2 separate regions of the Mus musculus genome follow, and region 1 is linked to region 2. A link is a contact called in public HiChIP or PLAC-seq data. All regions are on one chromosome and are shown on one strand. The core of a region is the stretch at or near the end of the contact, and the rest is flanking DNA. Distances in the headings are between cores, read along the strand shown. Region 1 has its middle 29 kb from the start of Ptgs1. Region 2 holds the start of Rbm18 (RNA binding motif protein 18).

Region 1 (4,367 bases), core at 670-3,169, 120 kb after region 2:
TTAGACTTGCTTGTCTTCCCACTTAACCACACTCTTCCTAGAGAAAGAGATAAAACAGCTGGTGTAAATGATAGTAGGAACAGCTTAAACTCGGGATGGTTTAGTGGGTAAAATGTCTGTCATGAAAGCCTGATGCTCCGAGTTCAGTTGTTCAGAGTCCATATAAAAAGCCAGACAGAGTGGTATATGTCTGTAATCCCAGCACTCCTGGATGTCCAACCATGAACCTCAAGGTCTGGCCAGCATGAGATAATGTGTAGCAGTGGCTAACAAAGAGACCCTGCCTCAAAAACAAGGTGGAAGTGCAGACTGTCCCCTGAATTTGTCCTTTAACCTCAGCACACACATACCTCTCACACACAATATACACATGTACACAAAATAAATCAATGTATTAAACCTCACTAGTGTGTGTGTGTGCATGTGTGAATGACTGCAGCCATGTGCATGCCAAAGGTGTTCATGTGGAGGTCAAGAGATAACTTTCAGGAGTTGGTTTTCTTCTTCATGGGATTTGGGGATGGGACACAGGTCTTGGTATTTTGGATTTGGAGGCATCTTGGTAGTATGTCCTTGTTGACATCCATGTCAGGTCCCCACTTCCAACCCCAGGCCATTGTAGTATAACATAAGCCTACATACACACCTTGATGAGTTTTTTATACATGTAAGAACCAAGGATATCAAGATGTAGCATGTTTTCAGCCTTTTCAAGGTCATTTTTGTGTTCCTATGTGGTCAGGAACACCCCAAAGCTAACTGCTATTCTGATTCCTATCATTGTAGTTAGTTTTGACTACTTATTAACTTCATTTGAATATTGCCACATGGTTATGTTCTTTTTGTGTATGCCTGGCTTCTTTTTCCTCATGGGTATCTGTTTGGCTGTGTAAATATTTAATGTGCATGTATGCAATCATCTGCTGATGGCCATTTATGCTGTTTGCATTCCTAGGACTGTTATTCCTAGTAATAAAGCCATTAATTTAAAAAGTCATCTTTTGTGCTCACTTATCATGCCAGGTGGACCCTTCCTTTATTCACTGTCTAATTCCACATCCTCTTTTACTTTGTGGGCTGGTGGAAAGAGAAAATGGATTCTCTGGAGGGGAAAGAGACTATGTTTATCAGGAGTCTGCTCTGAGGCTGTTCTTCACTGCCTGTCACATGGACTATTCCTTACAGCATTATGAGCAGGATTATGGGCAAGGTTTTTCTGTTTCATGAGGAATTTTGGAAAAGTCAAGCAAATTGGGGCTGGGAGAAGGTTCCAAAATTAAGGTGCTTGCCATACAATAGTTAGAACCTAAGCTCACATCCCCAGAACCCATGTAAAGCAGGGTGTAGTGGAGATGGAGGTAGAAGGTGAGTCTATGATGAGATGGAAGGTGGAGATGGAGACAGAAGGACCTGTAGACACTCCCATATGGATGAGCTTGATGAACCCAGTGTTCAACAACGAACCCAATCTCAAAGAACATGGAGGGTGAGGACCACCCTTGACGTAGTCCTCTGACTCCACATGAGCATCATGAGACACAGGTGACTGCACTCACACATATGAACATGCACACACACACATTAAGAAAAGGAAAAGAAAAATGAGATAGATTGTTCAGAGTCAGCCATCTCTGAAGTGGCAAGGGGTGGCAGCAGTCTGATGGGCAGTAGTTATATTCCCAAGTGAGGGCTTGTCCCATCTGAGTCTCATTCAGGTCATCCAGGAGCAGAGTTAGTTACATCAGGGAATGGGAGAACAGATGGAGCTGAGAGGTGGCAGGCGATGGAAATGTTGGTCACTTCCAGACGATGCAGAGGGAATTCTGGGTTCCATATCATGCTGCCTTGTGGTTGTGCCTTCCTTGGTGGGTGAGTGATGGCCCTTTCCTCTCCCATGACTCATTTCTTCCAGGCCTCCTATCTCCTTCTGATCTGTGACTTGCACTCTGCACACCAAGATGACCATGACAAAGTTCACTGAGCACAGCTGGTTCCCTGGAGTCTGGAAAGTGATGCCATTTGTTTTCTTATCCTTCTGCTCTGCTGCCCCTCCCTTCCAGCCACCACCGCAATGCCCAGTGCCGACCTTTGTCTTGATTCTCAGTTCTTGTTCTCACAGGAGGCATTCCTGACTGGTTCTAGGTTCTTCCTCCTCACCCCGTGGGGTATAAATGCAGGGAACAACTACCAGCACTCATCTTTTATTGTGGTAAAGTTCATATAAACTGACTGCTTTAATCTTGTTATTGAGATGTGAGGATCAAACTCAGGACCTCATACATGCTAGACAAATACATTACCCCTGAACTATATCCCCACTCCTCCATTTTAATCATGTTACATCGTGTAGTGGTTTGTTAGTCAGTCCATTAAGAAAATTGTGCAATCATCACTGATATCTAGCCCCAGAGCATTTTTATCATTCCACAAGGAAGCCTGTATTCACTAAGCAGTCACTCCCTGTTTTCTGTCCTTCCAGCCCCTGGTGACCATTAATCGTTCTGCTCGACTGTTCTGAGCACTCCCTGCATGCCAGGCATTGTGCTAACCTTGCTGGACACACACCTTGAGGATTGGGAGAGTGGCTCTATGCATAAGACTGGGGTTCTTCCGTTCGAAAGGGAAAAAATGGACTTAGAGAGAAAAGATGCATGTTAGGTCAATAAGCCTTTAACTGGCAGGATCTGGACTAGAACTCCAAGCCCAGTCACGGTTCCACCCTATGTTAAATGATGAGCAAGCCCTGAGACCTTTCCCAGGATAAACACAAATGATGCAGGTCTGGCTGACTTCTAAGCCCACATTGCTCCATTATGAAAGAATATTCCTTCCATTCCACCCCAAGGGTCAAGCAGGAACAAAAAAAAATGGAGCACAGATTCAAATGACTTATGCACTAGGAATTTTCCAGGATCTGGGATACTGAGTGGAGGCAAGTAGTTTGCCACCACTGTCCCAGATAATGAGACAGAAGACACTGTCAGGTGTCCTTGAAAACTTTGGGATGACACTCAGGGCAATGGTGTAAGAAACAGAGGGAATCCTTGTGTGCTGCCTACTGAGGGGCCAGAGAGAGGCTCGGTTATTGCTAGATGTCTGGTGTGCGTTGAAAAATTCTCTGTTCAAGAATTTTGGACTTCTAGTTGTCATGGCCATGAAGAATGACTTCTGTTATGGTTATAGAAATGAAAGAGCCATTGTAGCGATCACTAAAGAAATAAAGTTAAATCTAAAAGGAAAGAAAGACAGAAAAAGAAAAGTGTAGGACAGTATTCATTGAACAGAAATGTGGTTGTGATGTAATCAAGGCACTATTTTCCTGGCATCGTGCTACTAAGGCAAATCTCTTTTACATGCCCCTTCCTTTATCCTTTACCAAGTACATTATAATTGTACCATTGTACCAATTTAGTATTATTTACATGTGCATATTTACATAAATGTATAATTTATATGTGTATACTTTGCACACACACACATATATATATACATAAATACACATATATAATTTACTTATGTAAAGCTATTTTTAGTGGATTAACATTTCATTTTCTAGGTATTTATAATTTTGTTGTTTCATCTTATTTTAGTATTTTTGAAAAACTACATCCTTTCTCCTAACTCTCAAACAATTCTGCAAGCCTTTGAGGAGCTCCATGGGCAGAGACACCAAGCCCATGGACATCTGAGATAACCTGGATCTGTGGGTCTCTCTGGGTGAGAATCCTTGATGGGGAGCCATTTTGCTTATTCTTTGGAATCTAACTATTCTTGTCACCAAGCTAGACCAGAGCTCAGAGGAGAGAGTCCTGAAGATTTGGAAAAATACTGACCTATTCAGTTAATGGTTTTTGCATACTCTATGGCAGAGCTTGTAGCTGCCATTCAAAATGGCTACCTATTTGAATACCAAATTACTAGCAAATAAAGGAGAGAGCAAAAAATAGCCCCATGGAATGGGCTTGGAACAGGGCAAATACTGCCAAGGTCCTGGTCACTTATAACCATGGCTTTGCTAATAAAAGAGCAGAAAATAGGTGAACTATTAAAGATTCAGGCCATCACCACAGGAAAGTTACAGCACCAGGACACTGGATCACATCATGCCCACAGCCAAGAACAGAGGAAAATGGACACATGCATACTCAATGCTTGTCTAGTTTCCTGTACTCTTACACAGTCCAGGACCCCAAGCTGGGAATGGTGCTGCTCACTTTCAGGCCAGGTACTCCCACATCAGTTAATTTAAGACAACCTCCTGCCCCAACATGTCCACAGGCCTATTCTGATCTAGACACTTTTCCACTGAAAATTTCTTCCCAGATGACTCGAGACCATGCCAAATTGACGATTCAACAAACCATTAC
Region 2 (4,200 bases), core at 169-2,668:
GACAGAGACGATAGCTGCCTATACCAGACTTCAGACCTCCCTCCTAGGAAAAAAAAACAAAAAAAACAAAAACCCAAACCCCCAAACCAAAACATGTATCTTCTGTATCTAGAAGTGCCTCAAGCTCTGCCTTGTACGAAATACTCTCCATTCTCGGATATTTTTGAAAAAGAGAACTAAATTTAAAAACGGCAAAATATTGAAGTAATTGACAGATACTGAGACAGGCACTATCATTTAACGACTCTTCAGTTTAGTTCCCTTATGAGGAGAGTACCTCATTAAAGTCTGTAGCTCTGCCAAATTCTACCCCTAATGCCTTCAGAACCATGCTGAGAACTCACCCAACACTGAGAAAGCTGTGTGACTGGGGGTTGCACTACTTCAGACTGAGAATGCTGGATTTGAATGCTAGAACTTCTGATGTTCTCACGTCTAAAAACAACTGTAACACCAAAAAGATACTTAAACATGCCAAAGAGGCCATGTATAAATAGGAAGAGTACAGGACATGGGGCTAGAGAGACTCGACTCAAAATCAACTTTTCCAACTACTGTGCCTTTAGTAACAGTCCCTCCCTTAGGTATCTTCCTCAGGATCTCTGCTCCTGTGTGTGAACACAATGAGTAGTTTACTTTTTGCCTATGTTTCTAAAATAATAAAAGCTCCTATGGCATAGGGCCTTGATCATGGTTCTCTATGCCCAGCATATTGTACACTGCCTGGCTCAGAGTTGGCACTATTTTCAATTCTCTTCTTTCCTGAGATGGAGACAAATTCCTGCATCACGTGGTCATTTTAAATAAGAATATACATGTGACAGCTCAGCTCATGAAATTTTGAGAAACAAACAGTAAAGTCTAATAAGTTAGTATGTGACTATCAAGTCTTTTGGGGGTTGCAAAGGCGACAACTCCTTTGAGTAACATGTTCACAAATGCCAATCTACTCCTCCCGGCTGAGCGGTATCTACTCTAAAAGTCAGGAGGGGACTGGGGTCGCTTATTCTTACACGTTAACCACGGGGTCAGGCCAACAACCACGGCACCCCGATTCCTGGCAGCGAAGTCACTAATGGGATTGTTATTTCCGGCCAGAGACAGGACAATCCGGGGCGGGGCCTAGAAGCCTGCGGGTGAGGATGGTTTTCGCCAAGGCCCCGCGGCCAGGATGGCACTGAGCTTCGGGTACTCACCTGCTAGCCTCAGAGCTGTGCCCTCAGCTCATGCCCCGAAAGCAGCTTCCGACGCTGGGGTCCGAGCGAAGGACCTGAGGTTACCTCTGCCGAAACACCGCTCGCCGCCTGGCCGCCCGTGACGCACTACGCCTGCGCCGCCGCGCTGGCCCGTGACGTCATGACGCCCGCACCTCCGCTGTCCCGCGTGTGTTTCTCTATAGTCCCGGCCGTAGCTGGTGAGTGGCCTTGAGTGTGTGTGGGGGTCGGCTCTCAAGGAGTGGGCGGGATTCGAGCTCTGGTGACACTTTTCTAGGCTCTCGGAGGGACCTCGTAGGGCTAGGATACTATCCGTGACTGGTTCAGCAGAGTTCGGCTGGACCTTAAGGCCGGGGGCGGGACTTCTATGCTCACAAGGGTGGGGCGGGGCCATTGTCACTCAGCCGACATTTAGAGCCTTGCCTGGGAACTTGGTAAATAGTTCCTGATGCTTAAGACGTCACCTGACAGGAATAATGCCTTTTCCAAACAACCCTACACGCGGAGGTGTAATTATTCCCGGTGGTGATGAAGAAACAAAAACTCAAGCGCTGTCTTTACCAAGGTCGCGCGTCTCCCAAGTGATGAAGTTTGAATTCCACCCAGGCCTGAGTCGAATGCCTGGGGCTTTTAAAATCATCATTCTGCTGACCAGTGGGCAAACAGTTGTCATTTCGATGGTGCTTCATCATTCCCGTGACTCTGGCACATTTTACAGATTAAGATCACATACTTAGGAAGCACTAGAAGCAGGACAGTTGCCTAGGCCATCTCAAAGTTTGGTGCTTTTTTTTTTTTTTTTCCTTCTCATTCCTGTGTTTTTATTAACTCACACACAACTACTTGTCTTCTGGATTGTTGAAGCAGTAAGGCAGGCAACACTCACCACAGTAATGTCTGTCAAGGTAACTAGCCATGAACACTCTAGCCCCATGTTGATCAGGAGGACATTTTCATCCACTTTATAGTATTTCAGCACAGCCAACTTAACCTTCTTATTCTTATTCTTCTTGGCAGTGCTATAACCCTTTATCCTTTTCTCAGGACCACCATGAAGTCTCAGCACACCTTTTGAATGTTACAGTCAAAGTATGGCCATCTTTCAGCTGCTTGCCAGCAAAGATCAGCCTCTGCTGAGAGAAGGAATTCCTTCCTTATCCTGGATCTTGGCCTTAACATTTTCTATAGTGTCCGAGGATTCAACCTTTACTGAGACCTTCCATAAGGGTCTTCGTCTCTTCCTCTTGTAAGGTCTGCATGCTCGGGGTGGTTTCACCACAGATGGTGGATCGGATCCACAGTGCTTTCTCTTTTGACCACATTCCATTGAAATTCCCAGAATCTTAGAGAACCCATAGTTGGAAAGCCAGGAAACTTGATTTGATTCCTTCAGTGAATGGCCGAGGATACAAAACCAAATTAGGAGAAATTATTTGCTATAGTTCTCATCTGGGGTAGAGCTGTGATCCATGCTCTTTGAATGTAAGTGGTTGTGAATTCCAAAGTTGCATGTGATAGGGTTGATGAGGCGGGTACATTGGAATCCAGGTGTCCTAGTCTTTACGTGAAGTCTTTGTCCACTATTCCTCCTTTGGCGTGTGCCAAGGACATTTGGATGTTGTATTGAGTCAGGTATTCCAAATACCTTTCTTTACATGGTACTGAGTTTGTAAAGAAGCACACCATGTTCCAAGCAGAGAACTGGAAATCCAGGGGATAACGGAAGCAGTGTTGAGAAATAGAACCCAGGACCAGCCATCAGAGGTGTAGATTCCAACTCTGGTGCCAGCATTTTGACATTTGGCAAGGATTTAATCTTTGTGGAAGTCCATTATCATACTTAGCACATTTGTATGATGTCTTTATTTTTGTACTATACTAAGTACAGGGTACAGTAATAGACAAGTAGGTTAGTAGGTAGATTCGTGTACTAGAGCTGTTGTGAAGTGCCAGCAGTCATATGGAGATATTTAGATAAGGATCAAGTAATTATACATATTTACTTTTATTGTTAAAAATTATGTGCTGTGATGAAGTATTGGCATGAAAGCTGCATTTCAGGAAATGTGACCAGTTTAGTTGGAAGAGCTGGCCAATGACCCTGTGCTCTGACAGAATGATGATAAAGAAGAATGGATGGTAAAGAGATAAAGGGAGAACATTCCAAGCAGGGACTAGGGATGCGGGTGGCGCACGCCTTTAATCCCAGCACTCAGGAGGCAGAGGCAAGCGGATTATCTGAGTTCAAAGCCAGCCTGGTTATAGACTGAGTTCCAGGATGGCCAAGACTACACAGAGAAACGTTGTCTTGTCAAACCAAAAAAAAAAAAAAAAAAAAAAGAGAGAGAGAAAAAAGAAAATAAAAAAATGTATGTTGTATATCAATACACAGTGGTTGGAAGGAGTTGCTGGAGCAGTAGATAAGCCAGGATATAGGTTCATAAATGTATGAAACTGTTAAAAGAGTCTATAAAAAGCATTATTAAAATATTCATTATTTAAAATGAAAAAAAAAAGATGTGGTGGAAGTTGTTGCTGAGAAGGACTGACCTCCTCAAGGTCACATGCAGTAAGAGGAGAAACGGATTCTCTTGTGAGTGGGTTAGTTATTGGAACATACTAGAACTCTCCTAAGTTTCTTCTTTAGTTTTAGTGCTTCATGTATGCTGACCTGACTGTTCGTGTTCCTAAGGTTAAAGACCCAAAGGACTGCTTTATTGAACTCCACTGTGAAATTTCCTGGCTTCTGTGCAGTGAAATGTATGCCTCAAGCATTCCAGCAATGTGGTTATTTATAGAGTTGTCTTCCGGTTCACTTGGATTGGGTCTGCTTTTTGGTACTACATTTTCTGTCAAAGGTTGTTTATTTCTAACCCATTTTAGTTTCCTGTTGCTTTGTGGATTGGTATTATGGCCCACAACAGGAACTCCAGGAAACCTGTCATGCACACTGCAGCCAGATTGAGACCCTGTCAATTAAAAAAAA

The links. HiChIP or PLAC-seq counts read pairs in DNA pulled down with a chosen protein or histone mark.
Region 1: a contact with region 2 is called in an HNF4G HiChIP or PLAC-seq map of pancreatic cancer cells. The contact joins the enhancer-like site here to the promoter of Rbm18 in region 2. A contact is called at or near these places in 3 of 39 promoter capture datasets (the HPC-7 cell line, liver and macrophages), 1 of 484 Hi-C or Micro-C datasets (Th1 cells), 1 of 115 datasets of contacts at active chromatin or transcription factors (pancreatic cancer cells) and 3 of 9 other capture datasets (adipose tissue, liver and pancreatic islet).

Annotation. Positions count from the first base shown.
Region 1 is chr2:36,257,597-36,261,963 of GRCm38.p6, forward strand. It overlaps a transcript of Ptgs1 not described here. Among named protein-coding and RNA genes, the nearest start is that of Ptgs1, 29 kb to the left of the region's middle. Within about 2 kb of position 1,920, at least 38 of the 459 cell types and tissues checked have an H3K27ac peak or open chromatin away from gene starts, as enhancers often do. A contact at or near this core is called in pancreatic cancer cells, where this site is marked.
Region 2 is chr2:36,135,286-36,139,485 of GRCm38.p6, forward strand. Rbm18 (RNA binding motif protein 18) reads right to left here and starts at 1,419. Exons shown (of 6, transcript NM_026434.4): 1 at 1,197-1,419. Mrrf (mitochondrial ribosome recycling factor) reads left to right here and starts at 1,113. Exons shown (of 7, transcript NM_026422.2): 1 at 1,113-1,414.